Linked DNA regions of Ovis aries: region 2 is linked to region 1. The links are chromatin contacts, called in public Hi-C maps. All regions are on one chromosome and are shown on one strand. Each heading gives the region's core, a stretch centred on a gene start, on an enhancer-like site or on the middle of the called end of the contact. The rest is flanking DNA. Distances are from core to core; before and after follow the strand shown.

Region 1 (4,941 bases), core at 1,264-3,763:
TAGATTTGTCTCCATTATAGCTGTATGGTTAGGCTCAACTAAATCTAGAGCTATTGGTCACTTTATTGATTTTCTGAAATTACATTTCTTATCAGTCACTAAGACCAAACATTATTTACAACAACCATGAAAGGTAGTAAAACTAAGATTTATTTGTGACTTATCTTTCTTATCCCCTCATCACTAATCCAGAGATTCACAAAGAATACTATCTAACTTTAAGAGCTCAGACTATTAACTGTTAAATGTGTCCAGATTTTTACCATTCTACTGCATAGGCACCTCTCACCTCCTACATACAGAAGTGGACAGTAACGATCTAAGCCATGCTTGATCTCAGTCTCTTTCTCTTTTCATACATCCCACATAAGTGCTAACTTTTTTTTTAACCAAGTCACTCCATAGCTCAAAATTTTTCTAATATTTTGAAGATTTATCAATCTAACATCCTTGACCTGGTTTTCAAGACTCTTCATAAACTAACCTTCTTCTAACTTGACACCCCATTATTCAACCTTAGCACATACCCTAACAAGGTCAATGTCATAAACACAGCAATATCAAATGCATGCAGTGTGTATGTTAGATGAACAATCATAAACGATCCTATGCAGTAGGTATTATACGCTGGTTTCATAATAAACAGAGTTTGACAAACTGAGTACATTGTCTAAGTAGGTAGCTTTAAAAAAACGATGAGACTTGGGATTCTGTTATCTGTTACATCTTTCTCCTACATGGTGCTCTGTTTCCCATATACATTACTCAATTTGGTCTAGTCTTCGATATTTTTCAGGGTTAATATCTCTCCAACTTGGGTTTAGTAGTGTTTTACAGACTTAAAAATCCAAAAGATTCCAGATGATTTCAAACAGAACTGATGTACATGTTCTGGTACACCTACCAACCAAATTTTTCATTGAGCTTTATTGTCTGTAGTTTGTCTTATGAAAATAATTTTTTTCAACTACAAATAAACAAAAGTGTATTACAATACTGAGTCAGTGTTTATTCAAATCACCTTAGTCTCTCAACCTCACTGAATTCTTACACTTAAGGGGAGTGTCTTCCACACCTTCAACTCTTGAGAATCACTGAACCTTAACATGATGCTCCTCAGGGCAAGAATCATACTTTCTTACTTAGAATGACAATGTAAATTCACTCAATAAAGATTTATTGGGGCCTCAGCATGCCAAGTCCTAAGTATGCAAAAGTTAAAAGGGGAAATAAAAGAGGCTCCCAGTTATCAGTCAAGTACTTAAGAGTCTCTGAATAAATATTTGTTGGACTTATTCAGATCAATTAACGGTTAACAGTGCGATGGGATAGGACCAAGTTTAATAATCTGATCAAAGTTCTGGAAAAACTAACTCCCCAGAAAAATTCACAAGCACACAGAATTTTGTACTCAATTCCGGGGGCAGGCGGGGGCTAGAGTAGTGGAGAAGTGGTATGAACTCTGAACCCCAATCACCTACTACCAGATCCACAAACTCCTAGTTAAAAACCCATTAACAAAACTAAATTATCTGGGAGCAGGAATACTTGCTCCATAATCCTGATTATGCCCGAGAGTGCAGTGTATACAGAAGCTACTTAAGAAATATCTGCAGATCAATAATTTCCCCATAACCAGACGACACCAGCAAATCGTTTCTTCCATTAGAGTCTTTCAGTCGAATGATTTTAAAAACTCAAAACCCCTTTTCACTAGTGACATTAATGACCTAACACCAATAACTCGAAATCATTATTTGCTATTCACTACACGATCATTCACCAATCCAGATCTTCTCTCCTCCGTGTTGCTCCTCTGCTCCCTCCAAATTCAGGGCTTCCTCCTTCGCATCCCAAAAGCTAAGTCCAGAGCGCCCAGTGAGACGGGCAATAACCGATGCTCCACGCCACACACACAATCAAAGTAGGGAAGGTGAATCCAGTAAAGGCCACAACTTCCAAATCCTTTCCTCAACTCTCGCTTGGAAGTAAACAGATTTACCTTAAGTTCCAGGAAAACGGGGTCGATCTTTCTCACAGAACTGAGACCAGTTACCAAGAAGCAGGACAGCCCTGTCACCATAGCGACTTCTAAGAGCTAAGCTCACTCCCTCTTCGCGCGATACTTCCCCTCAGCGCGTCACCCGAGCGGGCCTGAGGCCCCGCCCCTCAGTGGGCCCGCCCTCTTCTAAAGGGACGTTATTGGACGACTGGTCCTTGACTTAAACTGAAGGGTGAATTCCACTTTATCTTTCTCAAGATTCGCAAGGTTTTTTTTTTAAAAAAAATTTATAAGAGTGCTATTGCCGTAGGGCCACGGAAAACATTGTTTCGCTTTTTTTCACTTAGTAGAAAACGTTCCCTGCAGCTTGGGTCCCGCCAGGAGTTCGCGCATGCGCGTAAGGTATCAGAAGATGGCGATAATCGCCGCATTTTTTTCAAATTAGTGGTTCCCAGAAAGCATTGCGCGCGTTTGTAACGAATTTCCGTTCGAGTTTGTATTTTAGGCGCCATTTTCGAGTGAAGGACCCGGAGCCGAAACACCGGTAGGAACCGGGGGGGCCTATACAACCGTTTCCAGCCTTGGTCTGAGTGGACTATCCCGCAGGTAAAGTACTTCTTTTCCTGATCGGTTGTCACACTCTCACTTCCTGCCCCGTCCGCAGGCGCCTGGAAAGAGGCCTTGAGCTGGAGCAGCCGAAGTCTAGGCTGAGGCTGCCGCGGGGAGATTTCGCTCGCTGTCACCCCTCCCCCCTCAGTCGCTCCCCGGCGGTCGAAGCTCCCGCGCGCTTCTCCCGGGCGCCACTTCTCTGAGCTACTGAAGCGTCGATTGTGGCACTGGGGCTGGGGCCCTCTCAGCCCTCGCGGACCTTTTCTCAGAAATCTTGGTCGGCTACGGCGTCGCCCCCTGTCCCGGCCCTCTGCCCGTTTCTCTTCTCCCGAGGGACTGATCACTAGGTCTGAGCCCTTACTGGTGGCCTTTCGTAGTTTATTGTCCAGCGGGATTCGCCGCGGACCTCAGGGACAAACCCCTGCCACCCCAAGGTGATGGAAGCGGAGTTGGAGCTGCCGGCTTCCGATTTGATAGTCGCGAGCGGTCGGCCGCAGCCGCCGGGCCCCGGCCGCCGTGTAAACGGAGACCTCAAAGCCCCCCGGCCGTCAGCCGCGCCAAGGGCTAAATGGCGGGGAGAGGAAGGTGGGCGGCGAACCGCCACTTGGTTCCCGACTGCTCTGCGAAGAGTTGAGAACCCCTCAAACCTAAAGCTAGTACGGACTCAGAGACAAGAATCTGCGCTCTGATCCCCAGCCCCGAGAGCGTGGGAATGTCCGTAAATGTCGGCGTGCGGGATGTAACTTCGTTTAGAAATGACGTTACGGTATTCTTACACATTTACACTGTGGGTAGAGGAGGGGGACATTAAAAAAATAAAAAGATCCTGAGCAGTTGCTCTCTTTGCTCGCTCCGCAAGCACGTCTAGGAACTTGCTTAGAACTTGAGAGGGCGAATCCCGCCTTCCTAGCACTTGAGTTTTTTGTGCCTTCTTTCCCGAGGACTCGCTGGCATTGCGCGGGGTTTTTAAACGGAGCCCTAGAAAACGGGTGGATGAAGTTTTCCCTGAGTGGGACGGGTGGCGGGCCGACAGGGAACTTGACGGCACGGCCGCCGGCCCGCGGGCTGACTTGCACCCGGCTTTCCCTCGGCTCCAGCGACCATGCCCCGTAAAGGCACCCAGCCCTCCACTGCCCATCGCAGAGAGGAAGGGCCGCCGCGGTCCCCGGACAGCACCTGCAGCGACACGGAGCCCGATCCGCCGCCCGGCCGCGCGAGGAGCCAGGCGCTGGCCACCGCAGGTGAGTAGCCCTTCGCGACGCCGAGGGCAAGCGCGTGGACGGTTGGTATTCCAGGGCGCGGACGAGAAGGGCTGCGGGGTTGACATCCGAAGGTCAAGAAGGCGATTTTCACAGATTCGACAGTGAAATTTCGGTTAACGGTGCTGGAGGAATGGGGGCTAGTAAATAGCTAAAATTCTGAACTTCTGTTCCTTGTCTTATATTTCCGCGGAAATCGACACGGTCAGCCAGAGTGGACTTTTTTCAGTGTCAGCGTGACTATTTGTTAATATGATAAAAAGTTGCTTGATCGTACAACTTCACCTCGGTGATCTTAAATTGCAAAGAGAAGGTAATTTGCGCCTACGCCCGCACGCGCCGTAGGTTTTGTTGAGTCCAGGAATTGAGTGACACGAAACCCCTGTAACTGTCACGGGAGCTCGCCAGTGTCCAAAGTTAGGGTTTCAGATGCTTAACAGATACTGAAAGTTGGATCTAGAGCCGTAGGATTTGACCACCTGTTCAGGCAGGGACTCAAGTGATTGTGGATTTTCCAGATTTGCGTTACGATGTAGTGTATTGACTCCTAAAAGGTATATTTCTATAGAATTTTGTGACTGATGGCATCTCCTTCAAAATTTTCCTTTGTCATAAGACAAAGCCTAAAGACTGTCATCCTTTGTGAATGTATGATAATACTGTATTTGAGTGAAAAATAGAGATTCCTAGGTTTCATAAATGACGTCTTCATAGATTAGCAGGCTACAAATTGCACTGATGCAGGCTTCCTCTCTCCCCCTTTTTTTCCTTTCCTTTGACTGACTTAGAAACTCCAAGTGAGGAAATTGATAGTAGAAGTTTAGAAGAGATTTTGAATAGCATCCCTCCTCCCCCACCTCCTGCAATGACCAATGAACCTGGAGCTCCTCGTCTTATGATTACTCATATTGTAAACCAGAACTTCAAATCTTACGCTGGGGAAAAAATTCTGGGACCTTTCCATAAGGTATTTGACAATTTTTAAATAGCTGTTGTAAGGTAATGCATCTTTATTACAAACTGTTTCAGTTTTGTAGTTATTGTATATTCTGATTGATACATACATGGTGT
Region 2 (4,941 bases), core at 1,515-4,014, 310 kb before region 1:
CCTGCTGCCGCCTTTGCGCCGCCGCTGCCGAGGGGCCGGTTGCTGGCGCCGGCAAGCCGCGACGGCAGGGGGCAGTAGCTCCGGCCGTAGCTCCTCCTCCTGGCCGGGCGCCCGGGGCCTCGGAGCCGCGCGCCACCGCTTCCCGCGCGAGCACCTGCGCGCGACCCCGGAGCAGCGCGCCCGACCCAGGTGCAGCCGCCCGGGGCCTGCCGGCGGGTAGGGAATCGGAGTCCGGGCTAGACGGCGAGTCGCTACCCCCACGCTCCATACCCGCGCCAGGCAGGCGCCGCCACCGAAGGGTGCTTTGTTTGTGCAGCTCGAGCGGGGATGCTGGGGCGGGAGTGGAGCCCCCGCCCCGTCCGGAAAACGGGAAAAGCAGAGCCCGCGGTAGAGGGTGCTGAAGACCGCAAAGCCCCTTCTCCACGCGGCGATGTCGGGGCCAGCCGCACCCCACCCCCGCTCTGCCCGTCCTCCTTCCCAAACCCCGACCCCCACCCAGCCCCGCGGCTGCGCTCACCTGCTCTCCGCGACCCCTGAGTCTTGGCTCATCGTCGTTAGGCGTCTGGGAGGGGGCGCCAGGCGCGCCCGGGGCTCGGCGCTCGAGTAGCGCCCGGGTGCCTGCAGGAGGGGTTCGCGTGCCGTGCGCTGCCCTGCGCACCCGGAGGCGGCGGACGCTGCCGGGGGAGGGACGAGGGCGAGCGAGAGCCACCGGGGGAGGGGACTGGGCGGGAGGGGGCGCCGGGCGCGCTGCTGCAGCCGCAGCCGGAGGCCGCCCGGGCTCCCGAACGGAAACGCACTCTCGCCGGCTGCCCCGCGCGTGCACGCCGGCGGGCACACTCTCACACGTGCGCACACCGGCCGCTCGGTGGCTTGCTTACCTCCCTGCGGGAGCTAGGTTTGGTGACACTAATGCCGGGGCTTCTGTGAAAGAGCAGGGCCAGCGCCATTCTGCGGGGAGCTCATATCACCCTGATTGGGGGGTTTTCACGAGACGACCCGCCTCCCTCGAGGAATTCCCAGATTCTTTTCCTAGGGTCTGAAAGCCCATCGAAATTTATTTTCAGATTTTATATCTAAATCCAAGTGTCTAGAATGGGACCGCAGCTTTCATATGGTTAAACAGCTTTATAACCCCGGCCCCTCCACCCTAAACTATAAGGATGGATGGGCTAAACCAATGATTTCCCAACTTTGCTGCACATTTGATTACCCAGGGAGTTTTTAAAATCTCCAAGTTTTTAAAATGCTCAGAGTGGTATCCCAGATGAATTAGATTAGTGCACTAGGATCCAGTCACTCATATTTGTTAAAGATCCAGATGATTCCAATATTCAGAAAAGTATAGGAACCACTGCTTAGACTGCCAGTAGTCCTTGTGGTACCCTGTCTTCTTTTACCCCATTTCTCAGCGTGATCCTTTGCTTGTCTATTTTCCACGTAGTGGTGGCTGTCACAGCATCAAGCCCAGGTCTGACTCACAGTAAGTGCAGAGTACACCTCTACTGCAGGAAGGAAGCTAAGGCAGAGTCCAGGATGCGCCCTCCACCTTGCAGCCCCATCTTTTCTCTTTCTGAAATTCTCCACAGACTGAAATACCCTTGACCTCATGGAAATGGCTTCATGTCATGCCTGAAGCCGGAGAAGGCAATGGCACCCTCCAGCACTCTTGCTGGAAAATCCTGTGGATGGAGGAGCCTGGTAGGCTGCAGTCCATGGGGTCGCTACAAGTTGGGCACGACTGAGCGACTTCACTTTCACTTTTCACTTTCACGCATTGGAGAAGGACATGGCAACCCACTCCAGTGTTCTTGCCTGGAGAATCCCAGGGACGGGGGAGCCTGGTGGGCTGCCGTCTATGGGGTCGCACAGAGGCGGACATGACTGAAGTGACTTAGCAGCCGCAGCAGCAGCAGCAGCAGCAGCATGCCTGAAGCTGGGGAAGAAAAGGAGTCATTGCTTTTGAAGGGACATCTGTCTTTTAGTTTCCTGCAAAATGTCTGCACCTCAGAACACCCCTGTCTGTCTCACTGTGACTCAGAGGTCCAGTGCTGACAGTGTGGGAGAGCACAATAAAGTCATGGCTCAGGGCCTGGAACACCAGCTGAGTCCAGCACTATGACTAGATGGTTTATACCTGGGAAAGAGACGGCCTTGGTACCATCACTGGGCCTTGGTGTTCTTCTGTTTGACATAAACATGAACAAGTTCTCAGAACATCAGCATCAGACAAGGCCCCTCTGTGACCACGATGTACGAAGACAAGAGCAAGACTCCTTAATCATGTCTAAACACAGACAAAATATGAACGTCGTCCAAGCCACAGTGGACACACAGCCATTCTGGCCAGTTAGGGCCTCTTTGCCAATTATAGCCTTAGTTTCCCTCTGGTCTGCCCTTCTAAGAATCAGATTTACAAAGATATACATTTGTAGAATGAACTCTGGTGTCCTGAGCCCCCCTGCAATCAGCTAACAAAAAAATCCTTTAATAATATTTTCTAATACCTTCTCACTAACACACCTCCAGGGTTTCCCATGGTATGCATTTCCCTCAGTGCAATGAGTAATAAATTCAACTCTTAAAACGATAGGAAATATTCCTAGTGTTCTTTGGCAAGGGAGCATTAAAAAATATCTCAGTCATCACAATAACAGCACAAAGTAACTATTACACCCTCTTCACATATAAACTAACTGGGGTTCAAACAGATTCTATAACAACTCACACAGGGCTGCCTGGCTGTCAAGGGAGTGGCAGGCTTCATGTTCACATGGGTTTGAGGGGAGCCAGGCTGGTATGCTACCTTCTCCCAGTAACTCAGTTCCAGCCCCAGCTCAGCCCTTTTCTAGCTATGGGCATTTGAGCAAGTCATTTAACTCTCTTGAGTTTACCTTCCTTTCAAAAGAAAAAAAAAAGTAGACCTAGAAACAGGTAATTTTTATTTAGATATACACCATCTTATTAGTTTCAGATGTACAATATAATGATTTGGTAGGTGTATATATGTGAAATGCTCACCATAATAAGTCTAGTTCATACCCATCACCACACCTGGTTACAAAAATTTTGTTCTTATGCCAAGAACTTTTAAGATATAATCTCTAAGCAACTTTCAATTATATAATACAGTGTTATTAACTATAAGGATGTGTATACTACTGGTATATTTTTCATAAACTCCCCAGGTGGCCCAACACAGCACCTGTTGGCAGACCCTGGTTTTGGAAGTTACCTTGCATCTGGCAGATCTGAAGTCCCCTTTTCCAAATGTTACTATGTCACTTGACTCTTCTCACCTTCCAGAAGTTTTTTGGCTTCCAGGAGGCTGATATAATATGATAAGCAAATGAACTAAAGCCTGAAAAAAACATGTGAGTGAACTTGTATTGGATCCTTCAGCCTCACCTGAGTCTTTGGACCACCACAGCCCTGGTGGACAGCTTGCCTACAATCTCATGACAGACCTTGAGCCACAACCACCCAGCTAAGCCATTTACAGATTCCTGACCCACACAAACTCTGAAATAATAAATATTTGTTGTTTTAAGCTGTTATATTTGGGGGGTAATTTGTTATGCAGCAAAAAAATAATACAAAGGAAATACGATCCCATAGTCAGTACAGTAGAATGCACTTTAAGGTACATTTAACCATATTCACTCTGCAAAAGCAGGAGAGAAAACAGTTTACAGTGTCAACAATTCTGCCTGTTACTCCAGTGAAATGAGAGGAGGAGTTGAGAGAGGTGGGGCTGGTTTTATCTGTCAGTCTCTGATTCACTCCTGGGTATCTCTCACAGAGATGAAAGTCTTGATACTGGCTATGTTGCCTGTATTTTTTAATATCCATGTTTGGCACAAAGTGAAAAGAATGATTCACTAACTTAGATTCTATATATAACATAATCAAAATGACACTTGAAACCCCTTAACTCATCAGGACCTGAGCTCAGAACATCCCCAAATCAAAAATAGCACTGACTTTAGATCAGTGTAAGAGGGGACCCAAACCCAGGACCCTGGCTTCAGAGGACCCTTCCACAGCTGTCATCCAATTACACTTGCCATGGGCTAAGGAGTCCATGAGGCCCAAGGGATGTGCCCTTCCATAGCTTTTGTCCTGTCTCCACTTCTAAACCAAGCTCAGGGGAAGAGAGATCCCACATTCCTCTCCAAATGCCCTAAGTTCTCTTCCAGGGCCCACAATAGGCCTTTCCCCAGTCCAACCTTCACCAGCTCCAACTCTCCAAGGCTGGGACATAGCAGGGCCAGGGGAGACCAGATGTAGCTGTTTAAAGGGATGCAGATGGAGATTGTCTGTGCAAGCCTAGTGGTCCACACATGCACAGAGCCCCTTGCCACACAGGCCAGCAGCAGAAAACCAAGAACAAGACCCACGGACCACAAGTTGGCTCTCCAAATGCTGCCTCTTGCTGGTGTCCGGCTCTGACAGTTCTCGCTTGACCTGTCCCTCCTGTCAGTTATTCATTTGGCAGGAATATTTGTCAAAGCAGGAAGACACAATATATTTCATGTAACAGCGTGTTTGCTTGACTTATAACTTACATGTTTAGACATACTACACGTGGATGTCCATTTGTACTCTAGCCCAGGGCCCCACAAATGACTGGGATGACCTGACCCAGAACTAACTTCTTCCTCTTTGTTTTGTTTCACTTTTTTAGTTTTGGCCTCTTTTTGCCTGAGAGAGTGGAATCTAAGGCATTATTTGAGTGGGGAGGAGGGCAATGAGATAATTCTCCTTCTGCTTCTATTTAAGTATATTGGTGTGGGACTTCCCTGTGGTCCAGTGGTTAAGACTCTGTGCTTCCACCACAAGGGGCACAGGTTTGATCCCTGGTGGGGGAACTAATATCCTGCATGCTGCTCATGACACAGCCAAATAAAGAAAAATAAAAGTATGATGCTTTCAAAATTTTAA

The links. A called contact is a pair of places that touch in the nucleus more often than the background predicts.
Region 2: a contact with region 1 is called in a Hi-C map of liver, with 3 times the contacts expected there. The contact joins the promoter of LOC105611838 here to the promoter of SMC4 in region 1. A contact is called at or near these places in 4 of 16 Hi-C or Micro-C datasets (blood, liver and muscle).

Annotation. Positions count from the first base shown.
Region 1 is chr1:227,753,774-227,758,714 of ARS-UI_Ramb_v3.0, reverse strand. SMC4 (structural maintenance of chromosomes 4) reads left to right here and starts at 2,513. Exons shown (of 24, transcript XM_042234980.1): 1 at 2,513-2,608; 2 at 3,553-3,852; 3 at 4,659-4,837. The coding sequence starts at 3,714. IFT80 (intraflagellar transport 80) reads right to left here and starts at 2,093. Exons shown (of 19, transcript XM_060405280.1): 1 at 2,003-2,093.
Region 2 is chr1:228,059,831-228,064,771 of ARS-UI_Ramb_v3.0, reverse strand. LOC105611838 reads right to left here and starts at 2,764. Exons shown (of 18, transcript XM_027963882.1): 1 at 2,726-2,764; 2 at 518-891. The coding sequence starts at 2,764.